3 separate regions of the Mus musculus genome follow, and regions 1 and 2 are each linked to region 3. The links are chromatin contacts, called in public HiCAR-type and promoter capture Hi-C maps. All regions are on one chromosome and are shown on one strand. The core of a region is the stretch at or near the end of the contact, and the rest is flanking DNA. Distances in the headings are between cores, read along the strand shown.

The links. Promoter capture Hi-C pulls out the DNA fragments that hold promoters and counts their contacts. HiCAR-type assays count read pairs that join an accessible place to other places.
Region 1: a promoter capture Hi-C map of cranial neural crest shows a contact between it and region 3. The contact joins the promoter of Nek6 here to the promoter of Rbm18 in region 3. A contact is called at or near these places in 2 of 39 promoter capture datasets (cranial neural crest and pre-B cells).
Region 2: a HiCAR-type map of astrocytes shows a contact between it and region 3, with 5 times the contacts expected there. The contact joins the promoter of Nr6a1 here to the promoter of Rbm18 in region 3. A contact is called at or near these places in 1 of 115 datasets of contacts at active chromatin or transcription factors (astrocytes) and 2 of 9 other capture datasets (adipose tissue and liver).

The regions. Positions count from the first base shown.
Region 1 is chr2:38,509,677-38,513,085 of GRCm38.p6, reverse strand. Nek6 (NIMA (never in mitosis gene a)-related expressed kinase 6) reads right to left here and starts at 1,389. Exons shown (of 10, transcript NM_021606.3): 1 at 1,293-1,389.
Region 2 is chr2:38,924,583-38,927,942 of GRCm38.p6, reverse strand. It overlaps Nr6a1 (nuclear receptor subfamily 6, group A, member 1), which reads left to right and starts at 1,482. Exons shown (of 11, transcript NM_010264.4): 1 at 1,482-1,825. The coding sequence starts at 1,726.
Region 3 is chr2:36,135,188-36,139,009 of GRCm38.p6, reverse strand. It overlaps Rbm18 (RNA binding motif protein 18), which reads left to right and starts at 2,306. Exons shown (of 6, transcript NM_026434.4): 1 at 2,306-2,528. Mrrf (mitochondrial ribosome recycling factor) reads right to left here and starts at 2,612. Exons shown (of 7, transcript NM_026422.2): 1 at 2,311-2,612.

The DNA of each region.
Region 1 (3,409 bases), core at 140-2,639, 2.4 Mb before region 3:
CCGTGGGGCCCTCTGCCAGAGAGTGACTCACTCCTCCGCTCCCCACAGGCATATTTTATTTGGGGGTGGGGGATCCAGGGAGAGCCTGGCCCCGGTGGGGGAGGGGAACAGTTTCAACACGTCCAGAAGGTGGGGATATTTTTTCTTCTCCAGTTTTCGGGACAAAGAGGAAAAAAAAAATGAACATGGGTCTTTTTTTGTTTCCTTCCAGGTTTTGTCTTCTGGACGACGATGTCCAAAGTTCACTGGTTAAGTTTCTCCTGTTGGGAGTCAGGCACCCATTCAATGAAATTCTTCTCCCATTAGCAATAGGGTTTTTAACATGCCCTTTTACACACACCAGGCTCCTGTGAGGACATTTTCCCCTCAAAAAGTCACCCTGCATTTTGCAAGTGGAGTGAAACTTTGTACATAAACTTTCTAAAGTTTGCTCTAACGCAGTTAAAACTTTCAAACACACATGCACAAACTGTCAATCAAAACTTCACGGACAGCCCTTAGAGGATGTGTCCCAAGCATGCTGTCACCCATTTGTTATGGCCCTCTGGGGCTCGGTTAAATCAGGGAAATATGATTAACTTAGAGGAGCAGGCAGAGAGGACAAGTATCTGGGGCCCTGGGTCTCCCTAGGGCCTAACCCCTAGGTATGGGGAACAGAGTCCAAATCTGGCCTAGCTAGAGACAGCCACGAACAAAGCCAGGGAACTAAGACATATTTAGAAAACCTCAATTCAAGTTCAGCGCAGCCCCCTCCTCAGCCTGCGTGGCCATGCAGAGTTCTGCCAAGGCCGGGCTAAGAGGCTTCCAACCAAAGTCAGAACCTGGGGATCTGCGGACTCACAGAATCCGGCCCAGCACCCTCTCTGGACAGGGTCAGCCGGCACATCACACACACACCGGCCTGCAGTGTGGAGTGCACAGTCTGGATCCTAAACACACTCTCGTATGGAATTTGTACACTTTTGCCCGTGCACGTGTGCACACACTCACTCGGGAACGTTCAGACACGTGGGCACACGTACTCCTTGGCATCCACGGTAAACACTCGATAAACGGATAAACCGAAGCCGAGCCCGTCCACCCGCACTGGTCCACCCCAAACTCACAGCCCGGGCCCCTGATGTGCACACGCACGCACTCCCGCGCAGCTGGGCGGATGGAGCCCGCCGCGGACACCTCGGCCTCCTGCGGGCGTCCCCGCCGACTCCCCGGGCACGCGCGCGCGCCCACAACGCCTCGGGTGACAGTCCCACGCCCTGGCCCGCGCCCCTCGCTGGTCCCAGGCCACTCACCGGCGCTGGCGGCTCTCTCGGCGGCGGGCGGAGCGCGGGTCACACGCGAGTTGGCGGCGCTGCGGCCGCAGCTAGTCCGCTTGGTTCAGCCGCCGCTTCTGCGCGCGCCCGCGCGCCCGCCCCTCCCCGCCGCGGGGCCGCGCCGCCCCCTGCGCCCGTGCGCGCGGCCGCCACGCAGGCTAGGGGGCGCCGGGGGCGCGCTCCCAGCCTGGGTGCCTGATCGTCCAACTCAGGTTGGAAGACTGAGCCTCAGACTCCAAACCCTGGGCACTGAACCCCTCTGCGCGGGCTCTAGACTTTATAAGATGCAGATTCGCTGGGTAACCAATTCGTGGACCCTTCCCCACACCCATGGATTCCTCATCAGCTGACATTGCTCCTCTCACAGCCCTCGCAGGACCGAAATTGACCCATTCACAGAGTGCAGCAGGAGGTGAAGTTCAGTTGATAGCATGCTTTCCTAATCTCAGCACTAGGGAAATTGGGCACCTGTAATCTCTGAATTAGGAAGGCTGAGGCAAAAATGTCTGAAATTCATTCATTCTTGGCTATATAGCAAATTCCAAGCCAGCCTGGGCTACATGAGATGTTGTCATTCATATTATATATATATATATATATATATATATATATATATATATATATATATATATATATATATATATGTATATATGTATATATGTATATATGTATATATATATATATATATATATATATATATATATCAGTGTGTACAATAGTACAGTGTACAAATAGTGCCCAGTACAGTTCCAGAAGTAGGCACCTAGGATAAATCCAAGTCCCTGCCCTCAAAGTGCCAGTATCTCCTGGGGATACTGCCTTCCTGGGAACTCCAGGCCAGCCAAGCATCAGTGTGCAGAAGGTTTTTAGGAGTAAGTGGGCCAGCCAAATACCCAGGAGCCTGGGGGTGGGGGTGGGGGTGGAGGTGGGGGGAATGACCTGAGTTTGATCCTCCAGACCCACACAATGGAACAAAAGAACTCCAGCAAATTGTCTTTAACCTCCCCATGTCTTCCAAATTCACACCAAGTGTTGTATGTTAAAAACAAAAAACAAAACAACAACAACAACAACTGCCTTCATCTATGCATACTTAACAACCCCACTAGGATGTCCAAGCTTCTCTGGGGAGCAATTAAGGTGACTCCCACTTCCCCTCAGGAAGGGATGCTCGTAGCTGGGACAGGTATTGCTGCTTCTGAGTGTTCTAGACTGTCTGTGTGCCCAAGCACCTGCCATCTGTCCATTAATCTGCTGTACATGTCTGGGCACGGGATAGCAACCTGCTGAGTATTCAGTTAACTAGTCTACTTGAGTCCACAGTAATCAGGCCCACAACCTATATTACTCCCCCTGCCTGCCTCATGATGTTCAGCCATTGTGAGGGTGGCATCATGCCACCCATGTGCCCATTTCTTAGATGGCTTTAATGAGGCCTGTGAGCAAAGTCCCCCAGGTGGTGAGTGGTTGAACTGGAAGCAGATGACACAGATTTCTGGTCTCAGCAGCTTATTGCTAGGCAACCTTGTTCTAAGTAAGAAAGGCATGGCCACCAGCCCAGAGCAGCCAGGCTGGTCCCTGCTTCTGAGAGGAGGGAACTGGCACCAACAAGTTATCTCTAATGTGCACACATACACTGTGGATTGTGGCATGTGAGGGCACACACGAATAACTGTTGTTTTAAAAAATGAAAGCTTAACGCCCACTCTAGGAAATCTGAGTTTCTCCAGGAAGCAGACAGTAGGATAAATAAGGTTAAGCAGGCCGGAGGCAGGAGGACCAGGGCTGCTTTCTAAGAGGCAATGAAGAGTGGAGGTCTCTACTGAGGAGCAGAAGTCTTTGGAGGAGAGGGTATGGTTAGGGGCCTGCTGTGTTCTGACTGGGTTCTCTGCTGTAAAAACTGTCCTGGCAGAACAGCTAAGGAGCAGCGTCAGATCACTAGAAAGGACTTTCCCCAGCCTTGCTGAGTTCACAAACACATGCAGTGTCTTCATTTTCAGGAAACTGAAGCTCAGAAAGGCCAAACAACATGTCCCAGGTCTCACAGCCAGTGATGAACCTTAGAGGTCCGGCTGTAGGCAAGCGGTCGTTTTTAA
Region 2 (3,360 bases), core at 233-2,732, 2.8 Mb before region 3:
CAGGTGTGGGAGCTTTAAACCACACAGCATTAGTGTCAATCTCTCATAACAGCTGCTGGCACAGACTAAGGATGGACCAGGCCAATTAATATTGATAATGGAAAGTGCAGGAAGGCTTGGCAGAGCCTTCTCAATAGCAGGTAAGGGAAGAGGCATGGGAGCAACGTGGGCAGGAATCGGAACAGGTTAGATTTCATAAGCCAAGTAAAGACTTCTAAACAATTAAGTAAAGAATGACTCACAAGAGCCAGAGGATTCCAGGGGCACATGGGGCAGAATGAAGTGACAGAATGAAACCGCTTCGATACGGCCCATTAGAGGAAAGCCCAGCAAAGCACCAGAGTTCTTTGATTTATAGTAAGCTAGATAGCATTTAAGTTCTAGACTGAAACTTAATAAGTCTTTTCCTAAGGGAGGTGTGTGTGTTGTATAGTGTGTGTGTGTGTGTGTGTGTGTGTGTGTGCGCGGGTTGTGTAGTGTGTGTGTGTGTGTGTGTGTGTGTGAGAGAGAGAGAGAGAGAGAGAGAGAGAGAGAGAGAGAGAGAGAGAGAGAGAGAGAGAGAGAGAACGCGCGCGGGGCATTTCTGAAAATCACCACCACCCCTAATCCTGAGAGCCCCATGGCCGCGCGCCACCTGGTGGCAGCGGGAGGTGGGCCCTGGAGGAGGAAGGGGAGAAAATCCAGGATTTTATTTGGTGGGAACTTCTGTAAACTGAGGCGATAGCGTGTATGTGAGAGTTGGTCTCTTATCACTGGATCCGATTCTTATTACACCTCTCATTTTTGAGACAGGTATACTGAACAGGAGTGGGAAGGGGAACACTCCGGGAAAGGGACATTCTTAAAACAGAACTCTTTAAGACACAAGGAGTCAGGGGTCTCAAGTTTTCTTTGGTGGCATCAGTGGAAGTGATCTTAGTTTGTCCATCTGTTCTATGGGCAGGGTGCGGGGAATGAAAGAGGAGGAAGAGAAACTTTAATCTTTCCCGCCCACCCGGAGGTAAAGGGGCTTTAAACACTTCTCCGGAAAGCAGAGTTGTATAGATTCTATTTGCATACGAACGCAGTCACCTCGGGTTAAACTCGGGTCCTTTAATCTCTGGTCCAATTTGTCGCTCAGCCCGGGAGGAAAGCCCTCATGAGTACCTACACACCCCGCCCCCTGGGGCCTTCCCCCACAGGGCTGGGCTTGGTTGCACGTGCTCACCCGGTTCCCGGTGGATACGCCTCCTTGGAAAGGCTCATTATTAGTGTGGGGAAATAGTTGGAATCATAGAGCACTATGATCACGAATAAGTTACAATAGAGAGAAAACTCTGACATAGCCGTTTATTATATTAATATATTAGAAATTTTATTAGAGTTTGTAATAGTGATAGGTTTGGGTTCTCCCTACTTAGGTCTTCCTGTTTTTTTTCCATCACCCCTTTATTTGGTAGAGTCCCGTGTGGGCAGCCTCGTTGGGAGGACTACATTTCCCAGAATTCCTCACGGGCATGTGCGTGGCAGCGGCGCGTGACGTCAGAGGAGGGAGCTGGCCAGTGCTGAGGGGGCGCGGCGCGGAGGGGCGCGGAGCCGGGCGGCTCAGGGGCCCAGAGAGTGCGGCGGCCGAGAGCCTGCCGGCCCCTGACAGCCCCCTCCCCCCGTGGAAGACCAGGACGACGACTACGAAGGCGCAAGTCATGGCGGAGCAGCGAAGCCCGAGAGGGCCCTGAGCACCGCCGCATGGAGCGGGACGAACGGCCACCTAGCGGAGGGGGAGGCGGCGGGGGCTCGGCGGGGTTCCTGGAGCCGCCCGCCGCGCTCCCTCCGCCGCCGCGCAACGGTGGGTAAGGGGCCTTCTGAGCCCGGGCGGTGCCAACGCCCGCGACCCCCTCTTTCTCTAAGCTGACTCTAGCTCCGGGATGCCGGGCAGCTCCTCAGTGAGGACTCCACCCTGGGCTCGCACTCTCCAGGCAGGGTCCCCGGTCCCCTCTGCTCGGACCCTCCCCTCCCCCCGTCCCCTCTGCGCCAACCCTTTCTCCTCCCCCAGGAGGCCCTGGTGCACGGAGCACCCTCTCTTCCTTCACCAGGGAGCTCGCAGACTCCACACCTTTGCGCCCTGCACCTATCCTGGAGCGTTTTCCTCCTCCACTGTCCCGAGCTTCCTCCCAGCCCGTGAGCCTCCGCCTCTGGGCAGACCGGTAATGGTCCTTCTCGGACCTCGGTGCTCACTCCTGTCCCCTGGCCTTCCTTTACTCAGACTCATTCTTCTAGGCGACGACTTTCTGCTGGCTCAGGTCTCCAGCGGGATCCTGGGGCACCGGGACACCTGCCTTTTCCCGGCGTTTGCCGGACGCTTCCCGCGCCGCCCAGCCTATCTCTTCCGGGGTGCTGAGAATTCCTCACCTGGCCCGGCCGCTTGCGTCCCCTTGTTCCCAGCCCAGTCCTCAGGTTCCTCCGGGCTGGCTCTCGCTCCCTCCCTGGCTCAATGTTTTATTTGTTTCTGTTTGATATCCCCCCCCCTCGGTGTTTGCGGCGGAATGTTTTTATTGGTAAAGTGTAAGGAGCTTTTGTGAGGTCGTAAAAGGTGAACTTTTGAACTTGGAAAGCGCCCTGGAGCAATTAGCGCAGGCGATAGCCCCGGGAGGCCTGCATTACAAAGGGTGCTCGTTGCGGCAGGCCAACGCTCCCGCGGCAAACCCGATTTATTTATTTATTTGCCCTGCCTTCCACCTTTCACATCTCCTCATTTCCGAATAAAGGGCAGGCTCTCAGAGATCCCTGCCTCCTCCCCTCTCTGCGCCATAAACGCGCAATTCTCTGGAAGATCTAGGACCCGAACAGTGTCTAACAAGTAACAGATTTCAGATTGAATGCAAACACTGGGGACAGTTAGGAGGCACTAAAAATTAATTGCTTTGGCAAGAAGTTTCTCAATCAGGACAGTGACCTGGCAGGTGTGGGGAAAGCAACCTGAAAATAGGTCCCCGAGATTCTGGTGAATGAGTGGGGACGCACAGAAGAGAAATCTTGAGTTGGATTTGGTGCTTCATAACCGTATAAATTCATTAAACATTCATCGTTAATTCAGTACATCTTTAGTTTCTTTTAAGCTAGTTAAAAGGAAAGCCTGCGTAGAAGAGAGCCTGATTAATTTGATATGATAGTGATCAAATGGTGATGTTTTCAAAGCGTGTGAGCCCTAAAGATGTGTATTATGTGTGGATCTAGTTGGCCGGGCATCCGGTCGGGACTGATCTGAATGTGAGCATGTTTGGGATCAATAAAGTCCCACGTCACAAAGGGAAAGAAAGGAATATAGTTAGGGTAGAAAGAGACACTGTGTAGAAGAGCAAAGGTGATGGTTTTGGCGTTTTA
Region 3 (3,822 bases), core at 1,057-3,556:
TTTTCATTTTAAATAATGAATATTTTAATAATGCTTTTTATAGACTCTTTTAACAGTTTCATACATTTATGAACCTATATCCTGGCTTATCTACTGCTCCAGCAACTCCTTCCAACCACTGTGTATTGATATACAACATACATTTTTTTATTTTCTTTTTTCTCTCTCTCTTTTTTTTTTTTTTTTTTTTTTGGTTTGACAAGACAACGTTTCTCTGTGTAGTCTTGGCCATCCTGGAACTCAGTCTATAACCAGGCTGGCTTTGAACTCAGATAATCCGCTTGCCTCTGCCTCCTGAGTGCTGGGATTAAAGGCGTGCGCCACCCGCATCCCTAGTCCCTGCTTGGAATGTTCTCCCTTTATCTCTTTACCATCCATTCTTCTTTATCATCATTCTGTCAGAGCACAGGGTCATTGGCCAGCTCTTCCAACTAAACTGGTCACATTTCCTGAAATGCAGCTTTCATGCCAATACTTCATCACAGCACATAATTTTTAACAATAAAAGTAAATATGTATAATTACTTGATCCTTATCTAAATATCTCCATATGACTGCTGGCACTTCACAACAGCTCTAGTACACGAATCTACCTACTAACCTACTTGTCTATTACTGTACCCTGTACTTAGTATAGTACAAAAATAAAGACATCATACAAATGTGCTAAGTATGATAATGGACTTCCACAAAGATTAAATCCTTGCCAAATGTCAAAATGCTGGCACCAGAGTTGGAATCTACACCTCTGATGGCTGGTCCTGGGTTCTATTTCTCAACACTGCTTCCGTTATCCCCTGGATTTCCAGTTCTCTGCTTGGAACATGGTGTGCTTCTTTACAAACTCAGTACCATGTAAAGAAAGGTATTTGGAATACCTGACTCAATACAACATCCAAATGTCCTTGGCACACGCCAAAGGAGGAATAGTGGACAAAGACTTCACGTAAAGACTAGGACACCTGGATTCCAATGTACCCGCCTCATCAACCCTATCACATGCAACTTTGGAATTCACAACCACTTACATTCAAAGAGCATGGATCACAGCTCTACCCCAGATGAGAACTATAGCAAATAATTTCTCCTAATTTGGTTTTGTATCCTCGGCCATTCACTGAAGGAATCAAATCAAGTTTCCTGGCTTTCCAACTATGGGTTCTCTAAGATTCTGGGAATTTCAATGGAATGTGGTCAAAAGAGAAAGCACTGTGGATCCGATCCACCATCTGTGGTGAAACCACCCCGAGCATGCAGACCTTACAAGAGGAAGAGACGAAGACCCTTATGGAAGGTCTCAGTAAAGGTTGAATCCTCGGACACTATAGAAAATGTTAAGGCCAAGATCCAGGATAAGGAAGGAATTCCTTCTCTCAGCAGAGGCTGATCTTTGCTGGCAAGCAGCTGAAAGATGGCCATACTTTGACTGTAACATTCAAAAGGTGTGCTGAGACTTCATGGTGGTCCTGAGAAAAGGATAAAGGGTTATAGCACTGCCAAGAAGAATAAGAATAAGAAGGTTAAGTTGGCTGTGCTGAAATACTATAAAGTGGATGAAAATGTCCTCCTGATCAACATGGGGCTAGAGTGTTCATGGCTAGTTACCTTGACAGACATTACTGTGGTGAGTGTTGCCTGCCTTACTGCTTCAACAATCCAGAAGACAAGTAGTTGTGTGTGAGTTAATAAAAACACAGGAATGAGAAGGAAAAAAAAAAAAAAAAGCACCAAACTTTGAGATGGCCTAGGCAACTGTCCTGCTTCTAGTGCTTCCTAAGTATGTGATCTTAATCTGTAAAATGTGCCAGAGTCACGGGAATGATGAAGCACCATCGAAATGACAACTGTTTGCCCACTGGTCAGCAGAATGATGATTTTAAAAGCCCCAGGCATTCGACTCAGGCCTGGGTGGAATTCAAACTTCATCACTTGGGAGACGCGCGACCTTGGTAAAGACAGCGCTTGAGTTTTTGTTTCTTCATCACCACCGGGAATAATTACACCTCCGCGTGTAGGGTTGTTTGGAAAAGGCATTATTCCTGTCAGGTGACGTCTTAAGCATCAGGAACTATTTACCAAGTTCCCAGGCAAGGCTCTAAATGTCGGCTGAGTGACAATGGCCCCGCCCCACCCTTGTGAGCATAGAAGTCCCGCCCCCGGCCTTAAGGTCCAGCCGAACTCTGCTGAACCAGTCACGGATAGTATCCTAGCCCTACGAGGTCCCTCCGAGAGCCTAGAAAAGTGTCACCAGAGCTCGAATCCCGCCCACTCCTTGAGAGCCGACCCCCACACACACTCAAGGCCACTCACCAGCTACGGCCGGGACTATAGAGAAACACACGCGGGACAGCGGAGGTGCGGGCGTCATGACGTCACGGGCCAGCGCGGCGGCGCAGGCGTAGTGCGTCACGGGCGGCCAGGCGGCGAGCGGTGTTTCGGCAGAGGTAACCTCAGGTCCTTCGCTCGGACCCCAGCGTCGGAAGCTGCTTTCGGGGCATGAGCTGAGGGCACAGCTCTGAGGCTAGCAGGTGAGTACCCGAAGCTCAGTGCCATCCTGGCCGCGGGGCCTTGGCGAAAACCATCCTCACCCGCAGGCTTCTAGGCCCCGCCCCGGATTGTCCTGTCTCTGGCCGGAAATAACAATCCCATTAGTGACTTCGCTGCCAGGAATCGGGGTGCCGTGGTTGTTGGCCTGACCCCGTGGTTAACGTGTAAGAATAAGCGACCCCAGTCCCCTCCTGACTTTTAGAGTAGATACCGCTCAGCCGGGAGGAGTAGATTGGCATTTGTGAACATGTTACTCAAAGGAGTTGTCGCCTTTGCAACCCCCAAAAGACTTGATAGTCACATACTAACTTATTAGACTTTACTGTTTGTTTCTCAAAATTTCATGAGCTGAGCTGTCACATGTATATTCTTATTTAAAATGACCACGTGATGCAGGAATTTGTCTCCATCTCAGGAAAGAAGAGAATTGAAAATAGTGCCAACTCTGAGCCAGGCAGTGTACAATATGCTGGGCATAGAGAACCATGATCAAGGCCCTATGCCATAGGAGCTTTTATTATTTTAGAAACATAGGCAAAAAGTAAACTACTCATTGTGTTCACACACAGGAGCAGAGATCCTGAGGAAGATACCTAAGGGAGGGACTGTTACTAAAGGCACAGTAGTTGGAAAAGTTGATTTTGAGTCGAGTCTCTCTAGCCCCATGTCCTGTACTCTTCCTATTTATACATGGCCTCTTTGGCATGTTTAAGTATCTTTTTGGTGTTACAGTTGTTTTTAGACGTGAGAACATCAGAAGTTCTAGCATTCAAATCCAGCATTCTCAGTCTGAAGTAGTGCAACCCCCAGTCACACAGCTTTCTCAGTGTTGGGTGAGTTCTCAGCATGGTTCTGAAGGCATTAGGGGTAGAATTTGGCAGAGCTACAGACTTTAATGAGGTACTCTCCTCATAAGGGAACTAAACTGAAGAGTCGTTAAATGATAGTGCCTGTCTCAGTATCTGTCAATTACTTCAATATTTTGCCGTTTTTAAATTTAGTTCTCTTTTTCAAAAATATCCGAGAATGGAGAGTATTTCGTACAAGGCAGAGCTTGAGGCACTTCTAGATACAGAAGATACATGTTTTGGTTTGGGGGTTTGGGTTTTTGTTTTTTTTGTTTTTTTTTCCTAGGAGGGAGGTCTGAAGTCTGGTATAGGCAGCTATCGTCTCTGTCCCTTTACCTTTCCTTTATCATATTGTATATTTATTAAAATTTCATTTTTCATCTATAAACTCTTTTTTTTCTTCTCAGCAACCTTAACTAATTAGGAA